Regions from separate parts of the Mus musculus genome. Here region 2 is linked to region 1. A link is a contact called in public HiChIP or PLAC-seq data. All regions are on one chromosome and are shown on one strand. Each heading gives the region's core, a stretch centred on a gene start, on an enhancer-like site or on the middle of the called end of the contact. The rest is flanking DNA. Distances are from core to core; before and after follow the strand shown. Region 1 has its middle 23 kb from the start of Htr5a. Region 2 overlaps Cnpy1 (canopy FGF signaling regulator 1).

Evidence for each region. HiChIP or PLAC-seq counts read pairs in DNA pulled down with a chosen protein or histone mark.
Region 2: a contact with region 1 is called in an Esrrb HiChIP or PLAC-seq map of embryonic stem cells, with 6 times the contacts expected there. The contact joins two enhancer-like sites. A contact is called at or near these places in 2 of 115 datasets of contacts at active chromatin or transcription factors (both in embryonic stem cells).

The regions. Positions count from the first base shown.
Region 1 is chr5:27,815,045-27,821,986 of GRCm38.p6, reverse strand. It overlaps the pseudogene Gm20239. Among named protein-coding and RNA genes, the nearest start is that of Htr5a, 23 kb to the left of the region's middle. Within about 2 kb of position 2,861, at least 13 of the 459 cell types and tissues checked have an H3K27ac peak or open chromatin away from gene starts, as enhancers often do. A contact at or near this core is called in embryonic stem cells, where this site is marked.
Region 2 is chr5:28,197,923-28,204,882 of GRCm38.p6, reverse strand. Cnpy1 (canopy FGF signaling regulator 1) reads left to right here. Exons shown (of 3, transcript NM_001310511.1): 3 at 1,447-4,064. The coding sequence ends at 1,484. Among named protein-coding and RNA genes, the nearest start is that of Cnpy1, 8.8 kb to the left of the region's middle. Within about 2 kb of position 5,227, at least 3 of the 459 cell types and tissues checked have an H3K27ac peak or open chromatin away from gene starts, as enhancers often do. A contact at or near this core is called in embryonic stem cells, where this site is marked.

The DNA.
Region 1 (6,942 bases), core at 1,612-4,111:
GTTCATATTGTTGTTCCTCCTATAGGGTTGCAGGGTTTTTGCTCAGAGTCAAGGACGATATTCAGCGACACCTCCCTCTGCTTGCTTGTCTCTGCTGAAGATCTCTGGGCCAGCCCTGGAAGGTTTTGGAGCGGCTCTCTGGATCCAGCGTGGAGCCTTGTGGCTTGTGTTGGCTCACTGGGTGTTGTGGCCTGGGAAGCCAGGGTCAAATGTACCCACACTTGGCTGGGCATTGAGTCTAAGCTGCATGTCTCTAAGAAAGACCTCCTTTTGAAGAAATTCTTCTAGCTGAGGTATATTTCTTCCCAGAGGTCATCAGGAACCATAAATACGTCCCCCACAAACATGTACTGAAGCAGTCTTTTTGTAATAATTTCTCTCCAGGACACCGACTCAGTCACAAACTCTCTGAAGTTATCATTTGTTACAATTATACCCCCAGTCTTGTCTGCTAAGTGTAGCAGGAACTTGTCCTCATGAGAAGCAATTCTTTGCCCAGAGATCACCCGGGCAGGAGTTAAAGATAATATCGCAAGCTCCCGGAGCTGGCTTAAGAAGTGCTGTTCTGTGACTTTAGAATCCTGATTTGTTCTCCACTGTGGAACAAACACAGTGATGTTTCTGTTGGCGAGCTTCCAAAAATATTCAACTATAATCACTATGCCGCAGCAACTAAAGAACTTTTTCAGACCATGAGAAATTGCAATATTACCGCTGCCTATCACAATATGCTTCAAATCTGCTCACCCTGGTTCATTTTTTTTTAATTTCAGCTTGTATGGTATTTTTAGGGTATCTTGAAATCTTTGAACCCCTGTGTGTGATGAATACATATGGTCAGAGAGAGGTTCCTGACAATTGTGCCTCAGTATCCGAAGTTAGCAGTTGGGTAGTGGCAACAGTGGAGAAAGTTGGGAAGTTGAAGAGAGCTAGCTACAAAAGCCAGAACGTTTTCATAGGCCGGCTTCATATTATTTGGAAGCAAAGTTTCTGCTTACTGTTGAAAACCATTTTGGGGCATTTGTTCTGAGGCAACCAGGAAAGCTAGTAGGGCTAGTTTCCTTTCCTCAGTTTCCTTAAGGGCCGGTGCAGTAGGTTTGGTAGCTGTCTGTCGTGATTCTCAGTTTTATTAGGTCCCATAGGTGCGCAATTAGGCACTTCCTGTTCTCTTTGTTCCTCTGTCTTTTGTCTCTCAAGCCTTTGCACTATCATAGTTATTTTTTCTTGTTGTACAGCTATTTTTGTTATTGCATGACTAGTTTTTCAATCTCTTTTGAGACTTTTTTCTTGTTGTATACTTATCTTTCCAACCTCTTTTTCAAGGAAATATATAAAGGTCACAATTGAAAGTAGGTAGGGGTTTACTCTGTCGATCACAGTTGCAGTAAGTGCCAGGATGGCTTTCTCAAGTATCATTTGTATCCTGTCAACTCTTTTGTTTTAAGGGATCTGAAATGGAGTGTTCCATGTGTAATGCAGGCAAAGTCTTGCAATACAGTTAAAATTGTCCTTTGTGCTGTTTTACTGTAATTCACCTGCTTTGTTCCTTGTTCTGGGAGGTAGGTCTCCTGAGTCTCCCGGCACCCAGCAGAACCTGAGTAAACAATGTTTCTCTCCAGACAACCCCTGGTGAATTTTATATGGGGCTTTCTGTCAGAGGACTCCTGTCCTCTGCTTCTTGCAATGTTGGTGGTATTTGTAGCCATTCACACTGGGGTTTTCTTCGAGACACTTGGGGCACCAGATATAAGCCAGATATACTAGATGTATTTTTTATTTGCCAGATGTAATTGTTGTCTCTGAGGCTTGCATTTGAATAAGTTCTGCTTCTCTCTGAACTCTGGCTGGCTGGGTCAACTCAGCTGGTACAACCTAAGTCCTCTCAGGAAGACTGACTCAATTTGGCCTCTCTAGAATTCTCAAGGGATTGCTTCCCTTGGCCTCAAATTAGAACATGGCAACATGTTCTAATCTTCTGGCTCCTTCTTATTTTCTGGCGTGAACTGTTTGCAGAATCACACAAAGGAGCTCAGTTGCCACCAATGCCCTCACCAAACGAACAACTCCACTCAACTAGACTGAACAGATCTCTCTCTCTCCTTGTGTTGCTCTTAAATAGTGTTTCTCCTGAGAGTTGGGTATGTCCTATCTCTGACACATTCAGTCAAAAAAATCAGAAAGTTCTGATTGGCCTCTTTGCCTCTCAATTTGATGTCATTGTTTGGGATTAAAAGTGTGTGCTATAGTCGGCCATCACTGGAAAGAGAGGCCCATTGGACACGCAAACTTTATATGCCCCAGTACAGGGGAACGCCAAGGCCAAAAAGGGGGAGTGGGTGGGTAGGGGAGTGGGGGTGGGTGGGTATGGGGGACTTTTGGTATAGCATTGGAAATGTAAATGAGCTAAATACCTAATAAAAAATGGAAAAAAAAAAGTGTGTGCTAAAGGATTCTAACCAGAGGGATTCAAAGTATGTACTAAGGGTGTGTCTGCATGACAATTGGATCACTCAGACCTAGAAGGTCCTTGGATGTGACCTTCAGAGCAGCCTTGTTGCTGGATTAAAATTCCTTTACAATCAGGGAGAGAGCAGTCCTTTGTTTATCCTACCTTGATGCCTGGCTTGCTGGGCAAAGCTGTTTAATGACCAAATTACACAGAAATCAGTTCCAATCCAATTAAATCAACTCTAGGCCGCTAAATACTGGAGGAGGAAGACAAAGACTTGAGTTCCACCATGCCCAAGGAAACTATGGGAAAAGATGCCAACAGATTTGTCCTCAGCCCCATGGTACATGCAGACCATAGACATACAGAGCTCTGTCACCCCCACACAGCACTGTTGCAGAAGGTGTTGTTTACTTGAAAAACCTGTTTCTAGTTGTGGTTGGCTCACTCTTACCACATACCTTTAATGCCTGGGTGCAGAATACAGACAGCTCTTTTTTTTTTTTTTTTTTTTGAGAATGTACAGGTGTTTTATTGCTCACCTCTCAGACAAAACACACTTCCAGCCACTTTCTTCCACAGATTGACAGTGTTTACATGTATATATATAGACGTGGAGAGTGACTCAGCCAGGCTTTTGTCTTCTGCAGCAATAATGAAGGGCCTCCTGCACTGAGCAGGACTCCATCTCACTTCGTAGTGCATGTCCATCACAAGAAAGGTCTCTTGCCTAAAGCAAGCTAACTTGTATCTGCTGAGCCTGTAGCATTAACTAGTGCGTGAAACAGATATCTGCTCGCCATTTCTTCTAGCGAATTTCAAGTAAAAACAAGGGTGAAGGAGGAACTTTTGTCTCGGATGGATAAGTGCCTACACTTAACTAACAAACTAAGTTTACAACTTAGTTTGCTTTTGTTGTTTTTATGGATTTTAGCCATGTTCATGGATTTTGGAGGAGCATATGGTACAGTATTCCACCAACAGGATAAGGCTACTGAATGTGCTATCTGCAAAAGAGTTCATGTAATAGGAACCAACCCAACAGGTCTACCAAAAAGAAAGGTGACAAAATCTCTCTGAATGCCCATCAGGGCAGAGCTATGCTCGGAAAGTAGACAGCAGAAGATAGTCTACAAAAAACACACATGGGTTGTTAATATGAGGAAAGTTTCCCAGCAGTAAATATTAAAAAAGTCTAGGCAAATCCTCATTTTCAAAATTTGCATATTGAAAATGTGAAAACTATTTTATTCAAGTAATTTCTTCAAAAACCATGTATGTTCCAACTGGAATAGTCTACTGGTCAACTAAAGGCAACTTAAATTGTGTTTAAAATTTGTTTCATAGAAAGAAGAGATATGTTTCTTAAATAAACAGTGTTATGTAAAACTGTTTAGTAATAAAGAGAGAAAGAATTGAATGAAAACCAGCAAATGGTTATCCTAAGCAGGAGTATGCCTACTACCTGTGGTCTTACATTCATTCCAAATAGATGTTGGATTCAGGATTCTGAAACTAAGTTTCTATTACTTGAGCTCTAGCAAAATATGAGTTTCTGTAGCCTCAACTAGTATAATGTCTTCCTTGTCCAAATCCAGAATGACTATACTGATAGCCTCCATGTTGGAAGTGCTGTTCAAACTGGCCCCTTTATGATAAGTCTGGCTCCCGCTTCCTCCCCAGCCTCCTCCCTGGCTTCTGCATCCTCCCTGATCCCCTCGACCACCTCTTCCCCCACAACCACTGCCTCATTCACCATGGTGCTCACCGTCTTGGAATCTATTGTCCTGCTGGATCCACCTCCCTGGTATCCATTTCCTGTATATGAAGATGTTTGGAAACCACCATAGCTACCTTGATAACCACCAGGCTGGAAGCCCACATCTCGGTAACCACCGTCCTGGTAACCACATCCACTTCCACCCCCTCCATCTGTCCAGCCTCCTTGATGCTTATTTCCTCTTCCTCCCCCTTGGCCACCAAGGTCATAGCCACCACATCCACCTCTCCCTCCTTGTTCATGACCTCCTTGTCCTCCATATGAGGAATGTCCTCTCCTCTCTCTTGTTCTCTCTTGTTATCTCTTCTTGTTCTCTTCGTCCATTGCCTTCTTGCTCCCTCTCTCTCCATTCCCTCCCCCCCTCTCTCCACTTATGGCCTGCCTCTACTTCTCTACTCTCTCCTTCTCGCTACCTTTCTCTGCTTGTACTACTCTCTTAATTCCTCTCCCCATGTCCTGAATAAACTCTATTCTATATTATACCATACCATCATGTGGCAGGGGGAGGGGATGCCTTGGCATGGGACCACTGAGACCTCCCTTTCTCTCTATCTTTTAATAAACACATCACCAACCCTGCCTTGTGAGGCCAAACCTGCTCAGTCTTAAACAGGTCTCCATTTTAAAAGAAAAACATACAGCCTGAACACTTGACCCAAACTACTCCCAAGTACCTGGAAGGACCTCACAGCTTGTCCTTGGCCAGAGTTAGTCTCTAACAACAGTTAGTCAAAGATTCCTCTGATTATTTCAGATGTTCTTTCAGATCATTTGTGATTGTATATGGACTTGCTTTAGAGCACCCACAAGTCGGCTTACAATAGCTTTTCTGTTAGATACTTTCCAGGCTGGACACCCCCTCACTAACTGCCATCCCCTATGAAACCTTGTCCTGCTGAGGGTTCGAGGCTGCTTCACCTTCCTGTTCTGTGTCAGGGTTGGGTTGGAGGAGAGCCGAGGCCTGAGCTTATAATAAAGAGTCCCTAATGCTTTGACATTGGAAATGGATTTTTTGGTGCTCACATACACTTCCTGGAACAGCAGCCCTACCCCCACCCCCACCCCCACCCATCTCCTACCAGGTGTCCTACCTGCATCCACCTTCAATATGAGTGTTATTTCCCCTTCTGAGAAGGATTCAACCATCTTCCCTTGGGCCCTCCTTTTGTTTCTCTTCTTCTTTAGTTCTGTGAATTATAGTGTGGGTATCCTGTATTTTATGGCTAATATCCACTCATCAGTGAGTACATACCATGCTTGTCCTTTTGGGTCTGGGCTTCCTCACTCAGGATAATCGATCTTTTCTAGTTGCACCCACCTGCCCTCAAAATTCATGATGTCTTTGTTTTAATAGCTGAGTAGTATTTCATTTTGTAAATGAACCACATATTCTTTATCCATTCTTCACTTGATAGACATCTAGGCTGTTTCCAGTTTTTTTTTGTTGTTGTTGTTATGAATAAAGCTGCTATGAACGTAGCTGATCAAGTGTCCTTGTGGGATGGTGAAGCATGTTTGGTGTGTATGCCCAGCAATAGTATACCTGGGCCAGATGTAGAACTCTTCCCACGTTTCTGAGAAACAGCCAGTTTGATTTCCAGACTGGTTATACAAATTTGCAATCCCACCAGCTACATATTTGTCTTTTCCACTAAAAAAAATTATTTGCCAATAGTTACCTCAGACCCAATGGATTTCTTGATCTAATTGGACTCTTCACAGGATCTTTGGGGATTACTTTGGGCCATATGTAATTCTATGCCTATGTAAGAAACAATATTTTCTGGAATGAAATTAAAATTATCAATTACATCTGATTGGTGCAGGCAGCCTAGGTCCAGCCTGTGCTCGCTGTTTGTTTGGTGATTCATTCTCTGGGAACCTCCAGACTTTGAGGCTTTGAGACTTTGATCTTAGCCATTCTGATGGATATACAGTGGAATCTCAGAATGGTTTTGATTTGCATTTCCCTGACAAATGAGGAGGTTGAACATTTCTTTAGGTGCTTCTCAGCCATTCAAGAGTCCTCTGTTGAGACTTCTCTGTTTAGCCCTTTATCCCATTTTTTTAACTGGGTTAGTTTACTCTATTGGTCTTCCTGTGGAGTCCCTGTCCTTGTCCTATTTGGGTCCCTAAATCCTTCTCCCCACTCTTCCATAAGACTCCCAGAGCTCCATCTAATGTTTGGGTGTGAGCCTTGGCCTCTCTTTCCATTAGCTTCTAGGTGGAGCCCCTCAGAGGACAGTTGTGCTAGGTTCCTATCTGCAAGCATAATAAAGTATCATTAATAGTGTTAGAATGTGGTTCTTGCCTGTGGGATGGGTCTCAATTTGAGTCAGTCATTAGTTGGGCATCCCCTCAGTTTCTGCTCTTTGTCCCTTCATGTCTTGTAGGCAGGACACATTTTGGGTTGAAGGTTTTGTGGGTGGGTTGCCGTTCTTATCCCTCTACTAGGAGTCCTGCCTGGATACATGAAGTGGCCACTTCAGGATCCATATCCCCCACTGCTAGGAGTCTCAGCTAGAGTCACTCCCATAGATGCCCCCCAGGTCCCTCCATCCATCCCAGGTCTCTGGCAAGACCTAGAGACTCCCCCCCCCAGACTGATCTCCCTTCTCTCTCCCCTGCTCTCTCTACATATAATCCACCCCCTGCCCCACTCCCCTATCTGCCCCCTCTTCCACCCAGTTCCTTCCTTCCATTAACCCCCAGT
Region 2 (6,960 bases), core at 3,978-6,477, 380 kb before region 1:
CCGGTGCCTTATCTCAGCAATGTAAACCGTGCCTCAGGGCTGTGTCCTGTATATATGTGTGTATGTGGGGGTAAGTTGCCATCCTGAGAACTGGGGGAATGCTTGTCCATTAGTCACAGGGAGATAAATAATTATTTAGAAAATTATTTAGAAAATAAATGTTTTTATAACTAGAGATTTTACTGGATATTTATTCTCCATATCTAACTAACACACTGTATATATGAGTTTTTCTTTCTCCTGCTTTATCTAGATTATCTCCCTTTCTTTGTAGCAGAGCAGATGAGGCCAGACTGGCTCTGCAACATATCAAGGCTCAGGCATTCACCCTCATGCACAGACATAAATGTGGGAATGCTGGAGAGGACCCGTCTACATCTCAGGGTGGCCATGTTTGAATTATAAAAATGCCATAGCAGAGAGAATCTTATAAACACTGCTGTCATCTAATGGGTGAGGAAGGGCACTGCCTGGATCTGTGGGTGCCACTGTGGTGTCATGCACTAGGCAGAAGGACCACTGAGCACACTCTACTCATGGTGTATGGCAGGAGAGTCAGGCTTATTCTCATTTTTTTTTCATAGACACAAGGAGTGGGGGAAGTAACTTCATGAGGTTTCTCCAATGACATCTTCTGTGTCAACCCCTGCTATCTTAAAATGACTAAAACCATGATATAATATAGATTATGACTCAAAAATACATCTGTGTCCATAAAGGTAGCGGGCACGAGGCTGTGGATTGTGAGTGGCTATCCTGTATCCTAGAGATGTAAGGATCTTCTTGGAAACATAAATAAATATATTCTACATTAATCACTCTGTGCAAATATACAATTAGCACACAACCTTTAGAAACATATTACATACATATTACATATCACAACCTTTAGAAACATATTAAGAACTCGTGGGGTAAGATAGCAAGTACCTAGAAAGGGCTAGCTGACATTTAAATGAGGGAGCATCTTCCCTTCTGTCTGACTTCTCAACGCAAGAGGGGAGACTTAAAAAGACGATGTAGCTAAAGTAATTCACAGCCATTCTTAAATAGAACTGCTACCCTTGCTTTAAAAAGGAAAGTAATGTGAATCAAAATAGCTAGTGCCTCCCTACTCAGCATCTGCACCTCTCTAACCGTGAAATGCCCTGCATACATCATCCTTAAATGCTCCAAATTCCTGTGGAGGTCTCAAATGATCCTTGCTCAAAAAAGGCTGAAAGATGGGATGAGGACAGTAGGGTTGGCCCATGAATCTTTCTGGAAACTGGACTTGGGATCCATGTAGGTGTTGGAAATATGTTCCTTTCTAATTTTCCATGTATTTACAATTTTTAATAAGAAAATCTTTAAAATGTGCTGCCGCTGGCATGGGCTTTCTGAGGAGAGAAAAACGGCTCGGTGGCCTGGGATTTACTGGTTAGTGACACCTTACTCTTTTTCCAGATCTATGTGGCACTCCTACCAACAGCCCTGAACCCTAGGTATGAGAGGAGTGGAGTCAGCCCAACAGGTCACTGTGTGCCTCCACATCGTGTGACTGCCGTGATAAGGAAGTTCATCTTCTGTCTGCTGTTCTTGTCTCATGCGTGATATTGGTTTGAAAATCTCTTGCTTGGCATCGTGACAAACCCCAAGTCTTCTCTTAGGTGAAGAGAAGTTTATAAAACAGAACACCCCTTTGCATATTTGGATGGAAGCTGGGTTGGCAATAGAGCATTAAATCTGGCCGTGGGAAAAGGGCAAAGCTATTTCTTGAAGTCAGTAGGAAATTAAGGGTGGGTCTGAGCAAATGAGCCTGACATGTCCATACACAGTTTGCAGTTTCAGAAGAACTCAGTTTGATTTCTCAAATTCTTGATCAGCCACAAATTCAAGGTATTCAGTTGTAACAAATGCCGTGGGCTGGTTATTCCAAAAGGTTCTGTGTGGTGGTTTTAAAGCCACCCCTCTCAGTCAGGAATGGGACTTACAGATCTGGAAACTCTTATATTTTAGAACTAAGATTCGATAGAACCGATAAAAGAGTGAATACGTCGCACAGTCGACTGGCCATCATATCAGAGTTTACTGGCCCTGAGTTCAGATGATTCCAAAGGCTATCACATAGTGGGTTTCAAAAAATTCGGCACCGAACACGTTTTTGTCTTGCTTGAGTCTCTCTTGGTTTGTTTTCCCCTCACTGATCATAGTGTATAAATTTTCCTACTGGCTGATTTGTCACTCTTTTATGGGACTTTTATTTATGTATTTATTTTTGGATGTGGAGGGATATTAACCTTTACCACACTTACTGTAACAAAATGTAATAACAGTTTCTCCTGGGTGTTCTCATTGTCTCTGCTAAATTTGCATTCAGTGGAATTGAACTTTAATTATTCAGCATGTGTGGGTACAGGTTACACCTGTTTAATTAAAGAAATTGTCACCACTGTCATTGAAACTTGCATGAATAACAGGCAATCGTTTTACCAGAAGAGCTAAAATGGTTGTTTATAAAACCATCCAGAAAAGACACTATTTAGGTCATGAACTGGGCTCCTTGGCCAGAATAATCTTTATATTTGCAAAATTTTACCAACATAAAAGGAAGAGATTTCTATTTTTTTCCTTCCCCTTAGTCTTAAGTCTTAAATGTCACTTGTTTATCTGGGAATCTGAGAAAATCTGTGCTTTTGCAAAGTGTCTGTGGTTAGTTGTATTATAGGCCCCCTGTAACCCTGAGATTCTGTGCTCCAAATGGACAAGGAAGAAGAGATACAAGGACAGGTGATGCTACCTCCCAGTGGGGAAAGAAACATGTTATTTAAAGCATATTCTGAGCTATAGTGGAGATGCCACAAAACGGGAGGGGGGAACCTGGTCCTTGTATCTTATTTCTATAACCTGTAAGATTAATCAGCATTTGAGGTAGGAAGTCTTTTTAGCATTGTTTTACTTAGGCTTTATTAGGACATGCATCCTAGGGTCCCGTTTTGTAAGATTTGCCTTATGGGAACAAGGCTGAGAGGGTGCGGTTATCAGGCTGCTCTTCTGGCACCTTTGTGCAGATGGAGCGTCAGGCTCTCGGCATTGGAAATTGTCCTGGATTTCTCACCAAGCAGGGTCTTAGATCTTACCAGTTGTTTGGCTAACTCATGACTCATTTTTTTTTTAAATTCTTTTCCATACCAAGCTTGTTGAGCTCATGTAAATGCCTATGGATTACTGAGTTGCTGATTAAATCTTGGTTTGATTGAGAATTAGCCAGAGCCACTGTCTCTCTGCCTGTTTCTTGTGAGATGCCTGCTTTGCTGGGAAGTAGCCATAGGAGAGAGAAGCTGTACTGGCTGCCATTCTCCTGACTTTAAAATGACACCAAATACAAAGTAAGATGAATAGCCAGAGAGAACCACTCAACACTAAAAGCAAGCAAATGAAACAAGTGCCAAGCAGCAAGATGAAAATTTCTCAGAGTTAGCAAAAATCAGCATAGATCTGGGTCAAAAAATTAATAACAACAACATTAATGTTCCTTGAAAGTCAGGGTGAGTAATCGAAGTCAGGAAGGGGGAACTTGTGTTAGAGGAAGCGTGTAAGCCATGCTTGAACCTGTATTCTCACAATCCACATATCAAGCTGGCCAAAACAAGATGCTTAGCTTTGTTCTGCAAGTTGCTGTTTGCTAAGAACAAGCCAAGACTGCTGAACCCATTTCACTGGCGAGTAGAGGGTCGAACCAAGCCAAAGTCCCAACAAGAAACACCCACCCTTTTTTGAGACAAGTCCTAAGACATAGCCAAAGCAGGAGCTCTGACCTGTGTCTCTGCTCCTACTGTGTTATTCTCACACATAGTTCCATGTAACAACAACAACAACAAAAGTTTAGCTGTGTATCAGTCTCAAAATTCAAATTATGGTAGGATATTGGGGGAAGTCAATCTTGTATATGTTTGTTGGTCTGCTCTTAAACTTGATATAAACTTGTAAGCTAATCTTAGACTTAGAAATGTTAAAGGCCAATCAGTAGAATGTGGCACTATTAGTAGGTACATTAAATTATTGCAAGAAAACTATACTTGTAAGAGACCAGTGTGGTTTTGTTATAACTTCCTGACTGCAATATAATTCTCTTCTTAAGTGTATTTGCTTTTAGACCAAGGAAAAAGGTGAATAGAAAAGATCAAATGCAATAAATGTAGCTGAAATATGGCCTAAGAATCAGCTAGGAAAAGATACAGTAAATGGCATGGTCTCGCTGAAGTACTTCCTGCCCCGTCCTAGACCTGTGTGAGGCAGGGGTCACGGTCATGCTTTGTCATCTTCTGTCCTGTGGGAAAGGTGATGGCCTTTATGTAATGTTGGTTAAGCTACTTCCTGTTACTTCATCATCACTGGCAGGAGGTTTGCCTTAGAAGGGCAGTAATTGGAGGCAGTCTCGCTCCTCTTCTGATTATCTGAGAAAGTCCAGAAGTGAGTGGAAGAATGGGTGATGGATGGATGCTTGGTAGATGGGTTGGATGGGATGGATGGGTCAGTGGTGGGTAACTGGATCATGGATGGATGGATAATTGGATGAATGGGTGGGTCAGTAGGAGGGTAACTGGATGGTGGTTGGATGGATGGATAGATAAGTCGGTAGGTGAGTTAAGTGGACAAACAGATAGGTCAGTGGGTAGGCAGATGGATGGATGGATTAGTGGGTAGATGGGTAGGTAAATACATAAGTAGAAAGAAACTTAGATATAAAGGTTAAACACATAGGGAAATAAATAAAATTGGGAGATGGGAAGCATATTTGGAGATTTGATGACTCTAGAAAAATCCTGGAGAAATGGTATCTGGAAATGTAAGTCCATCCAGAAAACACAACATTACTATACTTCTCATCTTGAAGAATTGTCTTCAAGACCATTTCAGAAAGAGAAAAATACTTTAAATTACAACAGAAATGATCCCATCTCAACAGTAAGATAGCTGTAAAAATATTTTCAAATATTAACTTGCTGAAAAACAAAAGTTCTGTGGAAGACAGAATCTTGTAGTGTGCCAGGATTGTGGGCCACAGATCTAAAACAGCCTATCTGATCTTTTGTGCCCTCCAAACACAGCAAGCAACAGAAGCCTGACTAGGAAAGCAAATGACTCCGTGGATGGTCTTGTTCCCTCCAGCCACTGAGGGGGAAGAACTGGAATCTGGGCGGTGCACATTCCTTCCCAAAGAGCTACTGAGGGGGCTGAAGTGTCCCCTAGGGCAGGCTCATCTCCCCATGTTGAGGAATGAATGTCCAAAGTCAGCCAATTGAGCATGGCTGGGACTCAGAGCATAAGGCAGAAGTTAAACAATTGTTGCTAACTTTAAACATCACAATAGCAAGGCTAGGGCTTCAAGCAGCACAACACACTCCTGGCGTTTTCTGTGGTGGTTTGCCTCAGCAGCTTTCAGAGTGAGTGGGAATTTCTCCACAGCGCATTTTCTGAAATCAGCAGATAAAGGGAGACTGTAATCCCAAAGTGACGCTGCAGTAACAGATCTCAGTCAACAATCTTGTGGAGGTCATCTTTATGGCTCTGTTGTTCTTCACCGGAAGACACAGCTGAGGCACTCTGGCACCCCTGGGTTATGGAAGAAAGCACAACACTAGGAAATAGACTATCTGCTCCCATTTAACAAAAGCTCTATTAAGATGGGAACTCTGATACAAAAGCAGGTCCCACACAGGGTAACAGATAATTAGAATAAAAACAGACGCTTCAACTGGCTTAAATGTAATCAAAACCCTGGTTACAAATATCCTAACATTAATGGGTCCAGTATGCTTTGTAAGTGACACTCCAAACAGTGGGCAAAGGAGATATCCAGTTAGTGCCATCATTCCCCTAGTGGGTCCTAGCCTGGGAACCCATACCTGGCCTGGACTAGGGCTGATCACGGGCTGGTGGCGTATCTCTCTTGTGCATACCCACCAGTGGGATGGAAAAGCCTTTGAGCTAAGCAGCACTGGGCTGGAGGGAAGAGGTGAGTGAGTGGATGCTGGCCCCCAAGCCCTTCAGCATGGACACAGCAGAGTGGAGGCAGAGCTCAGGGGGAGGGCTGTGTGTGGGCAGCATGGGACTGAATGCAGGTTCACATTGTTTCCAAGTCTTGCTCTTCTCTCGTCCAGTGAGTGAGTCTCACATCACACAAATCTCCACTCCATTCTTTCTGTATAGTTCCTGATGATTGATTCCCAGACAAAAACACTTCCTCCTGTGGTGAGCAGCTCTACTCTCCTGTCAGGGCAGGAAGTTGGGAGAGTTGGAGATCTGTCACAGCTCTGCCCACCATGCAGCGGAGCCAAGGCCAGGGACAGGCAGAGCTGGGGACAGTGGACAAGGAGTTAGATCTGCCTATTTATTCTCTGGGTTCCCTTACCAACCCTCAGCCCCCTCTGAGCAGCCTGTGTCCTTGAACAAGAGCTATTCTGGACAGTCAATAAGGGTCCCAAGGGAACAGTGTGTCTCAGACAAAGCCTTATCTGAAGGATGAGTGATGAGCTGGGGGCTGGGCCCCTTCCTATTACTATCTTATTGATTTACACCTCGAATTCCCAGTGCACAGCTCTGGTGCATCTCATAGGCTGGACTATAAATCCAAGATTCACTATGCCACATCTGGAGAAAGGCAAGGTGGACAGCTCACTTTGGGACCTGGCTAGTCGTACTGGGTGGTAGATGATTGATTCAGAATAGCTGCCTCTCCTCTCTCCATCTAATCCTCCACACATAGACCTCAGGTTCCACCATTCAAAAATATAAAATGTGCCCTTTGTCCCAACAGCTCTTTGATCACAAAAGAAGTCAGTCTTGTAATGTCCATACTAGGTCCAGGATGAGAAATGATCTCCAGTGGTTAGGAGCCTTCTGGTTAACCTAAGTATGCTAGCCTTGCTGTGGCAGGTAAGAGCGGTCATGGGGGATACCCAGCCACTGGGAACTCCC